Regions from separate parts of the Mus musculus genome. Here region 1 is linked to region 2. A link is a contact called in public HiChIP or PLAC-seq data. All regions are on one chromosome and are shown on one strand. The core of a region is the stretch at or near the end of the contact, and the rest is flanking DNA. Distances in the headings are between cores, read along the strand shown.

Region 1 (2,736 bases), core at 32-2,531, 190 kb before region 2:
GTCTGACCTCCACACATGGGCCATGGCATGCCCCCCTCAACCTAAATAAATATGATTTAAAAGAATAATAATAAAAGTCTATTTTTATGGTCCTGTGAACTTGTCCCAGATATATGTACGATAGCCAAGGTAACAGGTTGGTAAGTTGACTGACTATATTGGCTACTGGTCGCCAACTATTGGTCACTGACACTGGAGCTGACCCTCAGCTTGCATGCTCAGCTGGCATTTGGATGAGAGAGCCATCTTTTGGCTGGGCCCTGGCAGAATAGCATGAAATGAAGAAGCAACAAAAACCTGTAGGAATTATTCCCAGACCCATGGCAAGGCTAACCAAGAATAAGAGAGAGCTGAATAAAATACAGAAAGAGAAAGACATAACTACAAACAAAAATCATTAAATGAAATAAAATCATTAAATGGGGAAAAGACCGTTTAAATTGGAAGGCAAAATTACAATCAAGTCCTTGTAATCTATAACGTTAATGTTTGATCAAGATGATCCTTTCAAAGGCAGCAAATACAAAGAGATTAAAGACATCCCCTCTCCAGGAGCTTCAGGTGAGGTCTATTTTGGTCCATTTGAACACATTAATAATAAAGTCTGAGTCAACAGTAATGCATCGGTGTCACATTAAAGAAAGAAATCAAAACACTTCCCCTTGGTGTCATTTAACCAGGAGCAAGTCCACATTTGAATTCTCTACTTTTACCTCCCTGTGTCTGCCATCCTTTTGCTTCCTACTGTATGAGTCAGAGTTCGTGCCTGCCCGAAGAATGTCCTGTGACTCTGTCCCAGTGTCTGCATGTCCGGGTGTGTCCCTAATGAAAGGCTCTGCTCTGTCTCTTATAGAACAGCGCAGAAACCATCATATGGGGGCAGAGTGAGGGACACTTTACAGAAATCTTTAACAGTTTCACAAGGGATTAAGTCACTGGCTCCAACTGACCCCAGTTGACTCATAACAAACATCATTGTTTATCAAGCAATATCCGTATGTTGAGTTCAACAGTTATGGTGGATATTAATTTTATAAGATTGCTTTCAACCTCTGTGTTTGCCGCTTTCGCAAATGATACAAATGCATAATTTTGTGTCAGGGGCATGAAAGAGTGCATAATTTAAGAGTACAGTTAAGCATAAGCTAGGTTGTAAAAGCTAATGGGAAATTCAAGGCAAATAAGGTTGGCTGTTACATTGTTCTCTTAAAAGTAGGTTAAACAAACAGGCTGAGTCCACAGTAGGATATCAGTCTTGAGTTTTAAATGACCTCAAGGTATATTATTAACTCTGGCTGTAAGGTCCAGAAAAAAGTTCCAGTCTCTTAGAATGTTAGGGACATTTTCATTACAATATTGCATCACCGCAGTCTGTGAAACTTTTTCTAAATTTTATCACATTTCCTTATTTATTTAGGTGGGGGAGGTATGCTTGTGCCACAGCTCACATGTACTGGGTTCTCTCTTTCTAATGTACGGGTTCCCGGAATCAAACTCAGGTTGTCAGGCTTGACAGCAAAAGCCTTTACCCTCTGTACCATCTCCCTAAACCAAATTCTGTGAAACTTTTAAGAACTGTTGGCCAGGTGATGGTGGTGTATGCCTTTAATCGCAGCACTCGGGAGGCAGAGGCAAGCAGATCTCTGTGAATTTGAGGCCAGCCTGGTCTACAAAGTAAAGTTCCTGGACAGCCAAGATTACACAGAGAAACTCTGTCTTGAAAAAACAAAAAGAAAAAAAGAACTGTTCAATTCTGGGTTGATATTATCCCCTATCCAGAGAATGGTCTTAGCCACTTTAATTAATGTAATCAAGATAACTCCCTACAGGAATATCCGGAAGTACATCTCCCTCGTGATTCTAGGGTCTGGGAAGTTGACAATTAACAGTGACCACTACAAATAGACTAGCAGATGATAGATTGAGTAGGGTCATCTGTGTTATCCACATAGTACAGTCTCCCAAGTGGGCTTCTCTAAGGGTTCAGGAGGCCCAGATATGCTATAAGAGCCAGTGTCAGTATGACCCTGGGAGTGTGGTAAGTGAATTGCTTTGGATGAGATTCTGTTGGAGAAATTGTCACTTCTGTCACTGTTTGATTGGTTAGCAGGGCAGCAGAGTGCTGTTCCAACTGGCTCCAATCCCAAACCACTCTGGCTGGCAACCTGGTGAGCAAAACAAAGCTAAGAGCTAAGGGGTGAATAACCTCAGCCTTTGCTCTCTCCAAGAGGCACCTAGCCAAAGACATAGAAAGCCAAGCTAATTGGCGTAGGTGGTGATTATACATGCTTACCTGCATGGTGAACCATCTCAGCAGAGACTATTCTTTCAGGTTTTGATTAAAACACTTTGGGGGGGGGGTGGTAGAGAGATGGCTCAGCGGGAAATAGCACTTACAATACAAATAAGAGGACCTAGGTTCACATTCCCAGAATCCATGCGAAAATCCAGGTTTAGTCAGACATACTTTGAAACCCATAACTGTGCACAAGAGTTAGAGATGAAAAGATGGCTGGGGCTTACTGACCATCAGCCTAGATCCAGGTTCAATGAGAGACCTTGTCTCAAGAGAATACGGCAGAAAGTGATGGAGCAGTATGCCTGACTCCCCCCACCACACACACGTATATACTACACATATACATTACACACAACAATAACAATGTAGACAGTAAGATGACATATGATTGACTAGACAGATGGCTCAGCAGTTAAGAGTACTGGCTGCTCTTCTAG
Region 2 (3,192 bases), core at 93-2,592:
GAGAGCAGGGAGGATCCGCCGCTCCGCGGGCACATCAAGCGCTCACATCTGTACACTCCGCGATCGATGGGGAGAATGGATAATATTTGTCAGCTGCAGACCTTTCTCTTCCCGGTTCCCAGGAAGGGGAGGGGGCAAGGGAGGGGGAGGGGCAGGCAGACCAGGCGAGAGAGGCCGCGTCAAGGACAGCGCGCCTCCCGCTGCAGCCGCACGGAAACCCAGTGCCCAGAAAGCCGGCAGATTTTTTTCTCTTATTATCATTATTAATTATTTTTTATTATTCCACAGCAGCCAGCGAGCGCTCAGCCGCGCCCCTCCCCCGCTCGCCTGCCGCCTCCCTTTGTTGATTTTCAGCTGCAAGCGTGGCGGGCCCGAGCCACCGCCGCCGCGGAGCACGATTTGCTCTTGCGCCCTGGGTCGCAGCTGCGGCCCAGGAAGTCAGGGCTCCGCCCCCGCCCCCGCCCCCCGAGGCGCGGCAGATCCTGTCCACCAAGCGCGCGCGCGCGCGCGCGCACACACACACACACACACACACACACACACACACACACACACACACACACACACACACACACACACTCATCGGTGGCCAGCCACCAGGCTATCCTAGCAGTACTTTGCTGCGGCTTTGCGTCCCCCAAAGCCCAGGCGCTGGCTGCCTCGACCAGGAGCCAGCCGTGGGCCGCACACCGGCCTTCACCACCCCCTTCCCCGGCCGCGGCACTCTGATGCCGCCACCCTCACACATGGTCTTCATTTAGCACACTAGCGGCTCGCTTCCTCTCTGCTCTTCTCCTCGGGGCTTTTCAGAGCGAGGAGGGAGGTTTAGAGGAAGTTAGAAACCTTGTGAGCCCACGGGGAAGGGGGAAACCCTCGTTAGCAGTCTGAGCTTCCGAGACGGAGGGGAGCGTCCTACGGGGGATAGGACAGAGCCTAGGTGCCCTCCCCTCCCTTGAATGTTAGGAAGGCTAAGTGAGAGGTGGCAGTCTCACCCATTCGTCCTTTTGCCTGTTAGACCTTATATCGCTAACCTAGTGGTGCCCTCAGCTAGTTGGAGACGGATTGGGTAGGGTGGAGTGGGAGTTGATGGGACAGGCAGTCAACGAATGAGACCTAAGATAGCTCAGACTGACCCAACCGTAATGGCTAGCTCACCAAACCTTTCCCATTCACCCCAGGTTGAAAACCTAAAACGGATGACCCACCAATTGGCCTGGGTCCACTGTGTTGCGGAAGATGGAGGAGGGGAGCTGCAGAGATTCGGGGTTTATTTGTATACCCTCATCCTCCTGCGATACCAAGCCAGCCAGAGGTGGCGTCCCTGACTGCTCTGCGGTCCTGGGCAGGGCAGGAAGCTGGCGCGGCCGCCGACTGGGCAGGCACCACTTGGCCTAGCCCGCTGTTCGCTGGAACTCGCGAAGCACCATCACTCTGAGTTGAGTTCCCGAGACTCCGGCCTGGTCACCCTGAGCTGTTTTCCTCCCACATCGTCAGTTGGCCTCTCTCGCAAGTCTCCTGATCTCCCGCCATCTGCTTTTCCCTTCCTTGACCGATCTCTGGAACTTCGAAATACATTCAACCGCCTTTTCTGAGATTCAAAGTTTTGTGTTTCCCCAGGGGTTAGCAGCCTAATGCTTCCCCCGTTTCCCGGAACAAAGCAAGTATTCAGCCGGGAGGGGGGCAGGCTGAGTATCCTCTCCCAGCAGCGCCTGGCGCCTGTGCAGGTTCAGAACACTCTCTTTTGAATGCAGGTGCCTTGGTGTGAGTGAGTGTGTGTGTGTGTGTGTGTGTGTGTGTGTGTGTGGTGGTGGGGGGGGGGGGGCTTTCTTTCCTCCGTCTCTCCGGGGAGCCCGAGAGGACACTTGTGTTTAGGCGAGGTTCTCACCCCGAGCTAGGAGGGCACACACTCGGCTGTTTACAGTGTGTCTGCTGCTGGAGATCACTTGCCCACACTTGACAGCGCGGGGCACCCTCAGGCTGCCAGATCCTCGAGCACTTCGCCGGAGGCTTTCGCAGTACTGGGGCCAGGGTGGGCAAGGAAAAGCGAGAGGTCTCTTAGAATTTTGAGGTTTTGCAGTCCACAGATCCCCCACCACCACCACCACCATAACAAGAGTCTGGATCGAGTAGTCTGTCAAAGGAGTTTAGGGGAGGAGTGAAGAGCTCACGAAGCGGGGTGAGATTCAAAACAGTCCTTGGGCTACCATCAGACAGCCTATCCCCATCCCCCAGTCCCGGGTGCGCCCTGGACTCCACTCGCGACTCAGAGGTGCCTCTCTCTGGACAGCGCTCCGCAGCTCCACCTGTCTTTGCCACCCTACGCGATAGACTTCTCACCCCAAGCAAGGAGGGAGGGCTACGCTAGCTGTGACCACGAGCGCCCCGGCTTTCAGCCGTACAGCTCGGCCTTAGATCCCGCTCCAGCTCTTCCCTTCTCCCCGGCCTGTGGCCCGCTCCAGGCGCCTCTAGCGCGGCCTGAAACTTGATCCCGTGTCGGAAGGACAGTATGTAAACACCAGGCGCGCTCCGAGAACCCGCGGGAGGGGCCGAGCGAGGGCCGCCCGGGCGAGCAGCTCCGAGGCCCCGCGCCCCCTCCTGCCTGCTCGCCCGGGGCGTGATCGGCAGGGCCGCTGCCTAGCTCTCTGCCTTCCCTGTTGGCTCAGCTAATTGGAGCCGCCGCCACTGTGGCGGCCTCTTGTTGAATTTTCTAGATCGCAACCGTTCAGTCGTGGCTGCCTGCGGCTCCCTTCCCCCTCCCACAGCTGTTATCAAGGCCAGCAACTTGTTGGTGATGGGGACAGTCCCTCCACTGACCCTGGCGTCAGGCTCCGCATTTACTTCAGCAGTTCCAAGAGTGTTTTTTGTTTGGTGTGGTGTGTGAGGTGTGTGTGTGTGGTGTGTGTGTGTGTGTGTGTGTGTGTGTGTGTGTGAGAGAGAGAGAGAGAGAGAGAGAGAGAGAGAGAGAGAGAGAGTCATGTTGGAAGTGCAAGGATTCCCGCCAGGATTCGAGGCTCCTGGTACTAAACCAGGGAACCTCCTGGCAGAAAGCCTTTATTCTCACGGCCTTGCACCAGGAAGTAGTGGCAGTCCAGAGGGCCTCCAAGAACAACTCCACTAGCTTTGGTTCCTAACCGGAAAACATTACAATGGGGTGGGGTGGTGATGGCAGAAAAATAATTCCCTCTCTCTTAC

The links. HiChIP or PLAC-seq counts read pairs in DNA pulled down with a chosen protein or histone mark.
Region 1: a FOXA1 HiChIP or PLAC-seq map of pancreatic cancer cells shows a contact between it and region 2. The contact joins two enhancer-like sites. A contact is called at or near these places in 1 of 484 Hi-C or Micro-C datasets (liver), 3 of 115 datasets of contacts at active chromatin or transcription factors (embryonic stem cells and pancreatic cancer cells) and 1 of 9 other capture datasets (embryonic stem cells).

The regions. Positions count from the first base shown.
Region 1 is chrX:12,322,081-12,324,816 of GRCm38.p6, reverse strand. No RefSeq gene overlaps it. Among named protein-coding and RNA genes, the nearest start is that of Gm14635, 32 kb to the left of the region's middle. Within about 2 kb of position 1,281, at least 18 of the 459 cell types and tissues checked have an H3K27ac peak or open chromatin away from gene starts, as enhancers often do. A contact at or near this core is called in liver and pancreatic cancer cells, where this site is marked.
Region 2 is chrX:12,132,856-12,136,047 of GRCm38.p6, reverse strand. It overlaps a transcript of Bcor not described here. Among named protein-coding and RNA genes, the nearest start is that of Gm46687, 42 kb to the right of the region's middle. Within about 2 kb of position 1,342, at least 253 of the 459 cell types and tissues checked have an H3K27ac peak or open chromatin away from gene starts, as enhancers often do. A contact at or near this core is called in liver and pancreatic cancer cells, where this site is marked.